3 separate regions of the Mus musculus genome follow, and all the other regions are linked to region 1. The links are chromatin contacts, called in public promoter capture Hi-C maps. All regions are on one chromosome and are shown on one strand. Each heading gives the region's core, a stretch centred on a gene start, on an enhancer-like site or on the middle of the called end of the contact. The rest is flanking DNA. Distances are from core to core; before and after follow the strand shown.

Region 1 (4,176 bases), core at 1,082-3,581:
CCAGGCCACACTCACCAGGAGCCTTGCTGAAGGAGTCAGGACCTCACCTTCCACTCAGTCCTTGTTGAGAGATCAGGCTGTGGAAGGAGAGAAGCCATGAAATAGGAAGGCCATTCCTGACAAAGCAGTTGAACTGTCCCCTCCTGCCCACCAAGCTGGAGACAATCTTCTCCTTCCTAAAAGGTGTCCAGGGCTAACCATTATTGGTGGGGACAGAAAGAAGGTCCGGAGGGACCTCCTGCTGCCCCCAGTGAGAGGCTGGACAGCTGGAAAGATATTAGTACTCACAAGAAGAGATTATGATCTCCTGAAAAGAATGGTCCAAAGCTTTCGTGTCTGCTCTAACAGAGAAGACCCAAAAGCTAATGAGAGGGCCAAGTGTGGAGGCCCAGGCCTTTAACCCAGAATTCAGGAGGCAGAGGCTGGAGGATCTCTGTGGGTTTGAAGCCAGCCTGATTAACAGCAAATTTTAGGACAGCCAGGGTTACACGGAAAAACTATCTCAGGGGGAAATAAAAACAAAAGGTAAAGAGCCCACGTGATAATAGATCTCCAGGGAGAGGTACTTGTCACCAAGTGATGGCCTGAGTTCAGTCTCTAGGACTGACTCTTCCTGAGAGGTCTCCTCCATCCTGCACATGCTCAGTGTTGCATGTGAGTATGCACGCGTGTACACACACACAAATTGTCATTGTGAAAACAAATTATTAAAGAAAAGCAGGAGAACCTGAATTTGAATCCCAGCACTCATGTACAAAGCATTCAGAAGCATATATGTATCAACACATGCATGTAATGGTACACATATATGACCCATACAAAAAGTCTTAGAAAGAAAAAGCGAGAATAAAACAGACTTGTATTTTAAAAGGCTACGCCTTAACAGGAGGAAATACACTTGGCTTGATGCACCTAGATATGCTTGGTCAACAGACCACCACTTCCTCCTTCCTCCCCTGAATCTGTAATGGGGGTAGGGTTAGAGGTAAGGGGCTACACTTGATCAAACCATCTTTTTTTTCCTTTTTTGTTTTTTGGGTTTTTTTGGCTTTTTGTTTTGTTTTGTTTTTCAAGACAGGGTTTCTCTGTGCAGCCCTGGCTGTCCTGGAACTCACTCTGTAGACCAGGCTGGCCTCGAACTCAGAAATCCATCTGCCTCTGCCTCCCAAGTGCTGGGATTACAGGTGTGTGCCACCACTGCCCGGCTGATCAAACCATCTTGGGAGCATGCTGAGCAGGGAGCTGTGTTGTTTGGACCATCAGCTTTCAGGCTATGACTAGTTTTGAATTTTATGCGGCAACAGTCTTGATCTGAGTTACTCTATCTTGGATAAAAGTGCCAAGAAGAAATCCATGTCTTGTTTACACAGTCATAGCCAGGCGACTCAATTGTGCTATTAAAAGATATCGACTAGCCTTTAGTCCCAGCACTCAGGTAGATCTCTGTGAGTTCAAAGCCAGCCTGGTAACATAAAACATAAGCGCACCAACCATATCACGTTACTTCTTCACCAAGGGACCGGTATGTGGCAGGCACACTGCTCAGTAGCCTGGTCACATGCCAGGAGCCAAGTCCAGTTCCAATGATCCATCCTGTGATAATAAACTCACGAGTGTGTATAACTGTGTGCCAGGTGACTCGTGGTCTGAAATTTATCATTAGCTATGTTAAGCTTGGAATAAAAGAACCTGTGATTAATGGCCAACCACCAGGAGAAATCGAGATTCCTTGGCAAATTGCAGCCAACGAAACTGACACAGCTTATGACTTTCTTGTCGTTCAGCAAAATCTGACATCGTGGAAAGCCATAGACGTGTCCGTTTATCCTTCTACATGACAGGCTCTCGACAAATCTCCACCCATCCCGATTCTCTGCAGTGTAGGTGTGAGTCCTAGAACCTTCAGGGCAGGGTGACACTAGCTACATCAATGCCTCAAACAACACTATCAACATGGCCCTCGCACCCCAATTCCAGACAGCAGTGAAGGAAGGTGTGAGGGCTCACACCTGTCATCGCAACACACCGGATGCTGAGGCAGGAGGCTGACTGAGCCACGCGCTGAGACCCTATCAGTGCGATGATATCTGTGGGATGGAGGGAGGCTCATTGGGCGCCCTGCGCTTCCCTTTCGCCAGCCTGGAGCCGACTCCCCTACGGCCGCCCGCCGCCAACCCTGCAAACCTCCAGATCCAGGCATCAGTCGAGGAAGGTGTGGGAGAGAGGAGACTCAAGGGAGGACAAGGGGAGCGGATGCTAACAGAAACCACCTGGGAAACACTTCCCAGAATGCTTCGCATCAGCCCGCACAACAGAAGCACGCGCAATGCTCCGAGAATTTGAACTACGCTTCCCAGAATGCTCGGCGTCCGCCGGCCTTCACAGACGCACGCGCAATGCGCAGAGACCCTGGACGACACTTCCCAGAAATCTCCGCGTCAGCTCTCCCGGGTGCCTGCGTGTTTGTGGAACAGTTGAACTACATTTCCGGTAGTGAATGCGGAGAGGCGGATCTTACACTCGTTTCTCCTAGTATATAGCCTCTCTGGAGTGTGTGTGTGTGCGCCACGCAGGTACTTCCCTAGCCCTCTGCGGAACTTTTTATTTAATCTGCGAGACACTGGTGCGCACTGTACAATCCATACTGAATTTACGATGGTCCTCCTGCCTCAGTCTTGCACACTCTCAAATGCTGGGCTAACGTGTGTGCCATGACACCATGCTGCCTCTGAACTTGACACGTCCCACGTGGAAAATTTTTCACCCTGGAAAATTAAGAGTCCTTACCTCATAGGCGGTAATTTGGCCCTACCGTTGTCCTTATATACCTGAGTATATAATATATACTTCTGTGTTTCTCAAAGAAACCAAAATTCTCTCTACACATCACAGCCACACAATCCACTTAACCTCCTGCTAGGCTGCTTCTTCAATGTAACCACAGGTACATTGATAATTCATACTCTCCTCCCTGCCCCTCCAGTTTTCTCCCCACTTCCTTCTATCTTCCACATCAATCTAGATCAATCCACAGGAGAAACAAGTTTTGGTTTGCTTGGTTTTTTTTGTTTGTTTGTTTGTTTGTTTTGTTTTGTTTTGTTTATTTTTCAGAGATTTATTTCTTTTTTTATTTATGTGAGTACAAATAAAGTACAATTAAAAAAAAAGCTAGCTTCAGACACACACTAGAAGAGGGCATCCGATCCCATTACAGATGGTTGTGAGCCACCATGTGGTTGCTGGGAATTGAACTCAGGACCTCTGGCAGTCAGTGCTCTTAACTGCTGAACCATCTCTCAGCCCTGTCTGTCTGTCTGTCTGTCTGTCTGTCTGTTTGTTTGTTTGTTTGTTTGTTTGTTTTTAATTATCCCAAAGGACCACTAGCAAAAGTTTTTTTCATCCAAACAAAATCTCGGCGTATGTGTGTGGCACAGCGGAGATGCTGTAACAGGTATACATAGTAGCAAGGAAAAAGACTAGTTTTTACATGATATGATTGTTGTGACAATTTTGGAGTTTTGGTTTCTTTGAAAAACAGAAATACTATAGGAATGTTTTGATTTTAGCCCCAGGTGAGGAATATGAGGCTGCTTCAGACGGTCCACAGCAGCTGGGATTTGCCTCCTGCTCTAGCAGAGGCGTGATTTTGCCAGCTGCAGGTGGTTTCTGTGCGTGTGTGATGTTTAGAATTCGGGGGACTTTTCAGAGAGGGGTGGGTGTAGGTTGGCTTTTGGTGGCTGTTCAGTGGGGTTGTTGGCAGTTTGTTAGCTGTTGGTCTTTGACTGCTGTTGGTCAAAGTTTGTTAAGTGGTCCTGTGCAAAGAAGAAACAGCAAGACGAATGGCAGAGATCAAAGTTGCCCCCAAGAAATGTGATGCCCTTAATCAGCAGGAAGTAGTCTATCAATAACATCACCCCCTTTCTGACCCCCCCCACCTTATTTAGGGATCACTTTCCTCTCCTTTTTCCTCTCTTATCTAGTGTTACAGGGTTGCAAGGGTGGAGAAGGCTGGAAGAAAGAACCCACAGAGTAGTAGCAAAAGACAGCCGGGGTGCCCCCACAGGCTCATCAGGGAAACTCAGAGTTTTCTGGCAGGACCAGTTCCTGGCTTTAAAGCAGAACCCAATAAGAGCAGCACCTGTTATTTTCATGTGGCCACTTCAGGGGAGCCCCAGG
Region 2 (4,176 bases), core at 616-3,115, 4.4 Mb before region 1:
CATTTCTCCTTTATCTCTTACTATTTCCCAGAATCCTCTCGTCCTGTCAGTGTCCCACCCCCTATTTCCTGCCCCAGCTCATTGGCCACTGGTTTTTTTATTGACAGGTGATGTTTATAAGAGATTTTTCTCTATAGGTGTTTGCACTACGGTGCCCATAGAAGCCAAAAGGGAGGGATGAAATTCCTCTGAATTTGAGATACAGAGGACTGTGAATCACCATGTGGGTGCTGAGAACCAAACCCAGGTCTTCTACAAGAGTAGCCAGTGCTCTCTCCAGCCCCTTATCTTACTTTAATAATAACAATGTTATCGTTATATCTAAATATTTATACATTATAATATAATTCAGCATACTATATTTAAATATTATTAATGTAATTAAATGTTTATATTACAAAATCTATTATAATGCACAATGATAATTTTGCCTTGTAATAATCATATAGTATTTATAATTCATTATTATTATTATTGTTATTATTATTATTATTAGTAGTAGTAGAGACACTAAACATCACCTCAGTACATTCACCAGGCTGGTCTGGAACTCAGAGATCTGCTTGCCTCTGCCTCCTAAATTCTGCGATTAAGGGTGAGCACCATCACACTGGGCTTCAGGTACCACTTACATATGCAGAAATGGAGGCATAGAAGAATTTGCTAGGGGGATCACGCAGGCATAAGACGACAAGATACGGTGGGGTTTGAATCCGAGCCATTCAATAGTCACTCTGCTAGGCCCTATGTGAGACTCTCTCCTTTAGCCCAATACACAGTAGGCCCTCAACATTAGGGAATACAGTATCAGGCATTTCTGAATACTTGAGAAGTCTGATAATGACTTCAGAGTGAAGTTCTGGGAACCCAGGACCCGTCATGGTGACCCTAGGGTACCCCTGTACGGGGCTCCACCTGTCTCTGCCTCCCCTATTGGGGTTAAAGGCATGAGCCACCACCTCCCTGTTTTGGTTTGGTTTGGTTTGGTTTTTTGGTTCCAGTCACTCTGAGCTCACTCTGAGCGCCCAGCCTGACTTGCTGCTGGTCAACCACTGAAACAATGGGAATAGCACAGGGCTCCGAATTAGGTTGTGTGAGGACCAAGGGTCTATCCTCAGCACCCTGTGTGCTCAGGGGTAGACTCCTGTGCTACAATTCCCCAGTGAGGCTTCAGTCTCCAACTCAGCGAAAGGAAAATGAACTAATAAATCAACTCTGAGTCAGTCACGATTAACTTGCTGGAGAGAGTGTGGCCACTAGGGTTAAGGTTCCTGGCATGAGTCACCCAGACTTTTTCTCAGTGTACGAGTCATTTATTTTACAATAATAAAACATCTTTTGCGCGCGTGCGTGCGTGTGTGTGCGCGCGCGCGCGCGTGTGTGTGTGTGTGTGTGCGCGTGCGCAAGCGTGCGCGAAGTGGAGCAAATCCGGTTCTCATTCCCGAGTCTAGGCTACGTTGGAACTCAAGGCAACCCTCCTACCTCATCCTCCCCTGTACTCCGGTGGCCGGTGTGAGTCACCACGCCCTATTTTCTGGAATCTCTGCTCCAGAATCCAGACCTAGGACTTTGGGCCGGGAAGAAGGGATCGGGTGGCCTGGGAGGGCCTCTCGAGGTGCGCACAGGCCGGGGCGCGGGGCGCGGGGCGCGGGGCGCGGGGCGCGGGGCTACTTACCCGCTTTCCGGAGTGCATAGCAGAACAGCAGCAGCAGCCATGACAGCGGGGAGCGGGTGGCTCGGGCGAGTTGAGCCATGTGGTTCCGGTCCGATCCAGCTCTTTGTAGTCCAGTTAGTAACGGCCAAGCGCCTTATCTCTCCGAAACCCTGAAGTCAAGTGCTGGAATCTCAGCTAAGCGGGTGCCGCCTAGGGACGGCCCATTGAGGGCGGTCCCCTGCTGGGCAGGCGCACACAGCCAAGCACGTCTGCCGGGCTGGTTGATGAGTGAACGACCCTGACGATTAGTGTTCTGTAAACCTGTCATCCCAGCACCTGAGTCGGGTGGGGAGGATGGAGGCAAGAGGATCATCAGAATTGAAAGCGGGTTTAAGGCCAGCCTGGGCCACGTGAGATCATCCCGGATTTTTTTTTTAATTAAAAATAATGGGGGGCAGGGGGCTAGGCTTCAAATGTCTTTAATCACAGCACTTTGGAAGGCAGGCAGATCTGTGAGTTCTGTGTCAGCCGGGTCCACCGTAGACAAATCCAGCCTCGTCTGAGTTACACAGTGAAACTGTTTAAAAAAAGAAATAAGGTCTCATGAAGCACATTCTAGGTCAGTGGTTCTCAATCTTCCCAGTGCGCGATACTTTTTTTCTTTGTTTGTTTTTGTTTCTGTGTGTTTGTTTTCGAGACAGGGTTTTACTGTCCTGGAACTCACTTTGTAGACAAGGCTGGCCTCGAACTCAGAAATCAGCCTGCCTCTGCCTCCCAAGTGCTGGGATTAAAGGCGTGTGCCACCATGCCCGGATTCTTTAATACAGTTCTTCATGCTGTGGTGACCCCTAATCATAAAATCATTTTCATTGCTACTTATAACTGTAATTTTGCTACTGTTATGAATCATAATGTGAATATGGGACATGTAAATATCATAATGTAAATATGACATGTGGGATATCTGATATGGTTCCCCAAAGGGGTTGAAGCTCGCAGGTTGAGAACGATTGTTCTAGACTACCCTTGAACTCCTGATCTTCCTCCCAACACCTTGGAATGCAGCAATGCCGGGCCTGTGCTCCCCAACCTTCACCTCCTCCCCCCCCAGTTCCTGCTCTCGGTTAATTCTGAATGGGAATCTGAGGGGCAAGTCTTCTGGAAATCTCTGGAGTTTCTTGAGTCCTGTGGCATTTCCACACTGAGAGCCTGTAACCATTCTGTTCCTTCTCTGACCATGCTGTCATGACTGTGGGCTTCCCCTTCTCCCAGATCTCCCCATTGCTGTGGTATAAACTGGCAGGTCACTAAACCACCTCCCACACACACCCGAAAAGGGAAAAAGTTCTGTGCCCTTCTCTCTCCCTCCCTGTTTCTGCCCTGTGAATACAGCGTCTCTAGTCCTTTCCCATAACACACACACACACACACACACACACACACACACACACACACACACACACAGAGCTTGTTAGCTTCCTGAAGTGAAAGAAAACAAACGGTGGAAAAGTCGGATTCCTGGGGAAGCTGACACCAACCTTTACATTTTTCTTATTAACTTTTTTTTTTTTTTGCTGTTCTTTAATGTCTGTTTTCAATTTTGATAGATTCTAAACTGCTATGTATGTATGTGTGTATGTATGTATGTGTATGCCTGGATGTGTATGTATGAGTTAGTGTATTTATGTAGTGTGTGTTTCTAGTATAAGTGTGCATGTGTGTGTGTATGTAGTATGTGTGTGAGTGTGCTTATGTATGTAGTGTGTATATGAGTGTGCACATATATGAAGTGTGTGTGCTTGAATATATGTGTTTGTACTGTGTGTGTATGTATGTATGTATGTATGTATGTATGTAGTATGCATGAGTGTATGCACGTGTAGTGTATATGAAGTGTATGTGAGGGTGCATGAGTGTGCCTATGTATGTAGTGTTTGCCTGATGTGTATGTGTGCAGTGTGTATGTGTGTGTGAATGAAGTTTCTGTGTATGAATGCATGCACGTGTGTAGTGTGAGTGTGCACATGATGCCTATGCATGCCTTGATACCTGTGTGAAGGTCAGGGGACAATCCTCAGGAGTCGATTCTTGCCGCTACAATGTGGGCTCTGAGAATCTGTCTCAAGTTATGAAGCCTGTAAGCAAAATGCCTGAGGCGCGGTGAAGCCCCTGCTTTCCTAATTCACAGTGTTACTTTCTAAATGAGGAATCCCAACATTTCCTTCTTTAGACACTCTTCCAGTGAATGGCGACTCTTCAGTTGCTGCCTAGGCCTAGGTAGGTTTGGCCAACCAAGCTGGCGGTGTTAGGGGTGGGAGAAGCATGCAGGAGGACAAGTACAGAGCAGATAGCACAAAAATGAATAAGTAAAACTGACTGGCAATTCTAACTGTGTTCTGCAGAGGGGAACACAGCCACAGTGGTTTTAATTTTCTCGTTCTCCTCAAGTACTTCTAAATCAAATTAATGTCACCACAAAACATGAAACTGTCTGAGGTGCCAAATGCCACTTCCACCCCACC
Region 3 (4,176 bases), core at 1,181-3,680, 3.2 Mb after region 1:
GAAGTGGGGAGGGAAGGAGGAGAGGGAGGGAAAGATAGAGAACAGAGGAAGGGAGGGAGGGAAGGAGGGAGAGAGAGAGAGAGAGAGAGAGAGAGAGAGAGAGAGAGAGAGAGAACACAGAGCACAAAAGTCTGGATTATATAAGGATGAGCCTCTGGGGGAGGGGAAACCCAGCCCCTGGTCCAGAAAGTTCAGGGTAAAGGGCAGGGTAGGCCAGGTAGGCACTGAGGGATGCTGGGAGAACCTGGAGGCCAGGTCCACCTTGGTATGTTAAATACGAACCTAAGCTGTTTTTCCTGGGTCTGAATCCGGGATGGCATGGACCAACTGTGGTCAGGAGGCTCCGGAGTCTAAGATCGCCTACCTATGCATATCGCGGTCCAGGGCTGTGGGGGTAGTAAGTGAATAAAGGTGCTTTGCCATCAGGCCTGATGTTGCATCCCTGCCTCCCATGGGCTGGAAGGACTCTCTCAAATTGTCACCTGACCTCAACATGCATGTCACGGTACACATAAACCCAAAATAAATACGTTCTATTTTTTTAAATAAATAAGTTCCTGGCCAACCTGGGCTACATGAGACCTCAACTTGAAAGCAAAACAAAGAGTTGGAGAGAGGGTTCAGTGAGGACCCAGGTTTGATTCACAGCACCTACGTGGTGGCTCACAACTGTCAGTAACTCTCCCGGGAGATCTGATGCCTCTGACTTTTGTAGACACCAGGTATGTATATGGTGCACATACATACATACATACATACATACATACATACAGGCAAAACACTCACACGTGTAAAATAAATTAAAAAAAAAAAAAAAAAGCAAAACCAAGAGAATGGTGGCTCCGCGCCTTTAATCCCAACATTTGTGGGACAAAGGCCAGCCTGGTCTAGAGAGTAAGTTCCAGGACAACCAGAGTTACACAAAGAAACTGTCTCAAAAAAAAAAAAAAGAAAAGAAAAGAAAAGAAAAAAAGGCATTAAAAACAAACAACTAAACAAAGCAAAACCAAGAACATCTGAAGAACATTTGAGAGTCTGGCTGTCTCACTGCTGAGAGTGTGCCTTGAATTGGACCCTTGCAATAAGGTAAGGGAGAAAAGCCCTGTGTTTATTTCTTAGGAGATATTGGAAGCCATCTTAGAAAAACTGAAAGCAAGCTAGACAAGCTGGTAATGCCTAAATCCTAGCACTAGAAAAACGAAGCAGGAAGATGAAAGATTCCAGAATAGCTTAGGCTACACAGCAAAACGCTGTCTCAGAAAACAAACAAAAAAGTGGCTGGGGATGTAGCTCAGTGATAAGAGTACTTTGGCTAGCACCACCTCGGTGTTCCGTGCCCAACACCACAAAAACTAAGCAAAAGGAATTTTCTTTAGGGACACACCTGCAGCTCCAGGACTAGCAATATGGAAGCCAAGCATGATTAGAATTTCAAGGCCCTTGTCTACACTGGAGTCCTGCTTCACGAGACTGCCTAAAACAAAAAGAATCCGAAAGTGAGTCCTAGAAAACAGGAAGGAGGGTACCAGAGACCAAATAGTGAAGAGCAAGCTAACCCTTCACTACGAAACCATATCACAAAATTAAACACACACACACACACACACACAAAATTTTAAATCTTAGCTCAGTTCTACGGTGTTTGTTCAAAATGCTCAAATGTTAAATCCCCAAAACTAAAAATAATAATAATAATAATAAGTTTGAGTTTGTTCCCAGAGTTGTGAGCAGTCTTTAAGAGTAAACAGCAACAGGCAGACAAATGCGGAAAACGAAAGCGTTGCCTGGGATCCAGGAGGTTCCCCCAAACAAGCAGCAGACCCCTCTAGGTTAAGCATAGACTCCTCCTACAAGACGGGTTGGGGGTGGGGAAGCAGAGCTCCGCCAGCTAAGGGGCGGGGCTGCGGTCGTTCAGGCAACGCAAGCCGCATCATGCTATTGGCTGCTGTCTAGTGCGTCATCCCCCCCCCCGCCCTCCGGTTTGACCCAGCCTTCGGAACTCCGGGGGGCGTGGCCTCCACCATCTGCCCCAAGCCTGCAAAACCGCAGGGAGGGGAGAATGGTGTCACCCGGTGTCACTCTTCAGTGGGGTCTGGTATAAGGGGTCTGCAGTGAAACAGAGGAGTGAGAAACACAGCTGGGTCCAAAGTAGCAGTTCTGACGGCGTTACCAGACTCCACCGTGGAGACTCCGCTCCGCCCCCTGACCAGTAGCCAACCTAAACCGGACCCGGCCCAGTGATGGACGGGGCCTAGCATCCGTGGCTCCTCTTAGCCAATGGCGCCCCGCGGCGGGCAGGATTCCAACCAATCCTGGCTTGCGACTGGCCTCCGGGGAGGAGCCGAGTGGCCCCCAGCCAGACCCAGAGGCCCGGGGAAAGTGAGCCGGACTTCTACCCAGCACTGGTGGAACCCAACCCTGCAGGCTTGTCGGAGGTAGTCGTGGCGACCCTGGCAGCCGAGGTGAGGAGTGGCCGCCTGTGTGAGATTTCCCTGGAGTTAGAGGAGGACGGGGGCGCGCCCCCACGGTAGGCGGAAGCGGGGTATCCCGAGTGGAGAGCAGATTGGTGTGATTGATGGACATTGGAGGGTGGAAGGCTGAATTCCAGCATCAGCACCGAAGGGGGAGCAGGATTACTCAGGAGTTGGAGTTTGGAGAAGCCAGGAAAACGGAGAAAGAACTTTGGAGGAGAGTGTAGGACAGTTTGAGTCTCGAAGAATAGGCTGAGTTTGGAGTTCCACGGTGTTCTGGACAAAGTGAGCGTTTTAAGGCTAGGATATGAAGCATTTAGAGGAACCCGGGAACTAGAGGAACCGAGTATTGGATTCTGAGACGCCGTCGTGAGAAGGGAATGCCGGGGAAGAGTTCACTGACTGGGTCTCGGAGCCGGACTGGGTATTTGGAAAGCCAGAGTCATTTGAAAGTGGAGCCGAATGAGGGGAGATTTGGGACGAGGTCTCAGAATTGGGATATCCAGTTTCGCCGGCGGAACTATGTACCCGAGAGTTATTTGTCGTCTTTGGGCGATGTGATGGGATTTGGACCTCTGCACACCGAGGACAGTTTGGGGAAGAATCCAGAACTTCCTGGGGTGATAGGGACCCAGAGAAAACAGGTTTCTGACTGAAGCCTGGTGGGGGAGGGGCGCTCGGGGCGTGGAGCTCGGATTCACCGCCCCGAAGGCAGTAGAGGGCGGGGCTCGGCGGCCGCTGGGCAGCTGAAGTCCGGGTTCCCTTCCCCCACCAGCCGGAGCTCCCGTACGCATGCTCTCAGAGAGGGCGGGCGTGTCCAGTCTCTTGGGTGTGCTGGGCCTTCTGGGGATTGTAGTTCCAACGCGACAGCCGAAGCTCTGCCTGGAGCCTTTGGGTCCACAGTTCCCAGAAGGCCCTGAGGATACATTGAGGTGTTCTTGGGTCTGGTCTAGCGACCCAGGGAAGGGTGGTGCCTATAAAAAGAGATGATTGGGTTGGACTGGTCGCTAGAGGGTGCAGTTTGTGGTTAGTTTCGCTCTAGCTGGCTTTCCTTTGGGTCGGAGTTTGGGAAATACTCCCTCTCTTTTGAGAGGTCATAGACTCAATTGTAGGAAGCAGGTACGGACAGAAATATTCTTGTTAAAAAAGGAGAAAAAAAAAAGAATTTAAACACACACGTCCCAGCTAAGCCTCGTCTCACACACATTTAATCCCAGCCTTCAGGGAGGAAGAGGCGGTACGATATGAGTTCGAGACACAGCCTGATCCACATAGGGAGTTCCAGAGCAATACAGAGAAACCCTGTCTCAAGTTTGGGTTTGGTCCATTACTCTGTGCTCCATACCTGTTTGTCCTGTGACCTGTTAGGAAAAAAGTATTGTGGGAAAACAATAACAAGATCTATTGAGACCAGAGTTAGGATTTTCACTTTCCAAATGTTAAAATTGATTACCATAATGTAAATTCAACGTTGTGCCTACCACAGACAAGTGATACTCAAGCCATGCCCGGATGTTTTGGTGATTTGTTTTAGGGCTTTTTTGTTTTTCTGAGACAGGTTTGTCTGACCATATTAAACTCTACCTGCTTCTGCCTCCTGGATGGGTGCTGAAATTAATGGCATAGGACACCATCTGCAATTTTTTTTTCTGTTCATTTTCCTATTTTAAATTTTATGTGTATGGATGTTTTGCCTGCATGCTTG

The links. Promoter capture Hi-C pulls out the DNA fragments that hold promoters and counts their contacts.
Region 2: a contact with region 1 is called in a promoter capture Hi-C map of second pharyngeal arch cranial neural crest. The contact joins the promoter of Pvr here to the promoter of Zfp94 in region 1. A contact is called at or near these places in 5 of 39 promoter capture datasets (cranial neural crest, frontonasal cranial neural crest, maxillary cranial neural crest and 2 more).
Region 3: a promoter capture Hi-C map of pre-B cells shows a contact between it and region 1. The contact joins the promoter of Sertad3 here to the promoter of Zfp94 in region 1. A contact is called at or near these places in 2 of 39 promoter capture datasets (cranial neural crest and pre-B cells).

Annotation. Positions count from the first base shown.
Region 1 is chr7:24,314,335-24,318,510 of GRCm38.p6, forward strand. It overlaps Zfp94 (zinc finger protein 94), which reads right to left and starts at 2,332. Exons shown (of 6, transcript NM_001199321.1): 1 at 2,185-2,332; 2 at 16-77. It also overlaps the pseudogene Gm44513.
Region 2 is chr7:19,919,278-19,923,453 of GRCm38.p6, forward strand. Pvr (poliovirus receptor) reads right to left here and starts at 1,866. Exons shown (of 8, transcript NM_027514.2): 1 at 1,676-1,866. The coding sequence starts at 1,754.
Region 3 is chr7:27,471,410-27,475,585 of GRCm38.p6, forward strand. Sertad3 (SERTA domain containing 3) reads left to right here and starts at 2,431. Exons shown (of 2, transcript NM_133210.2): 1 at 2,431-2,462.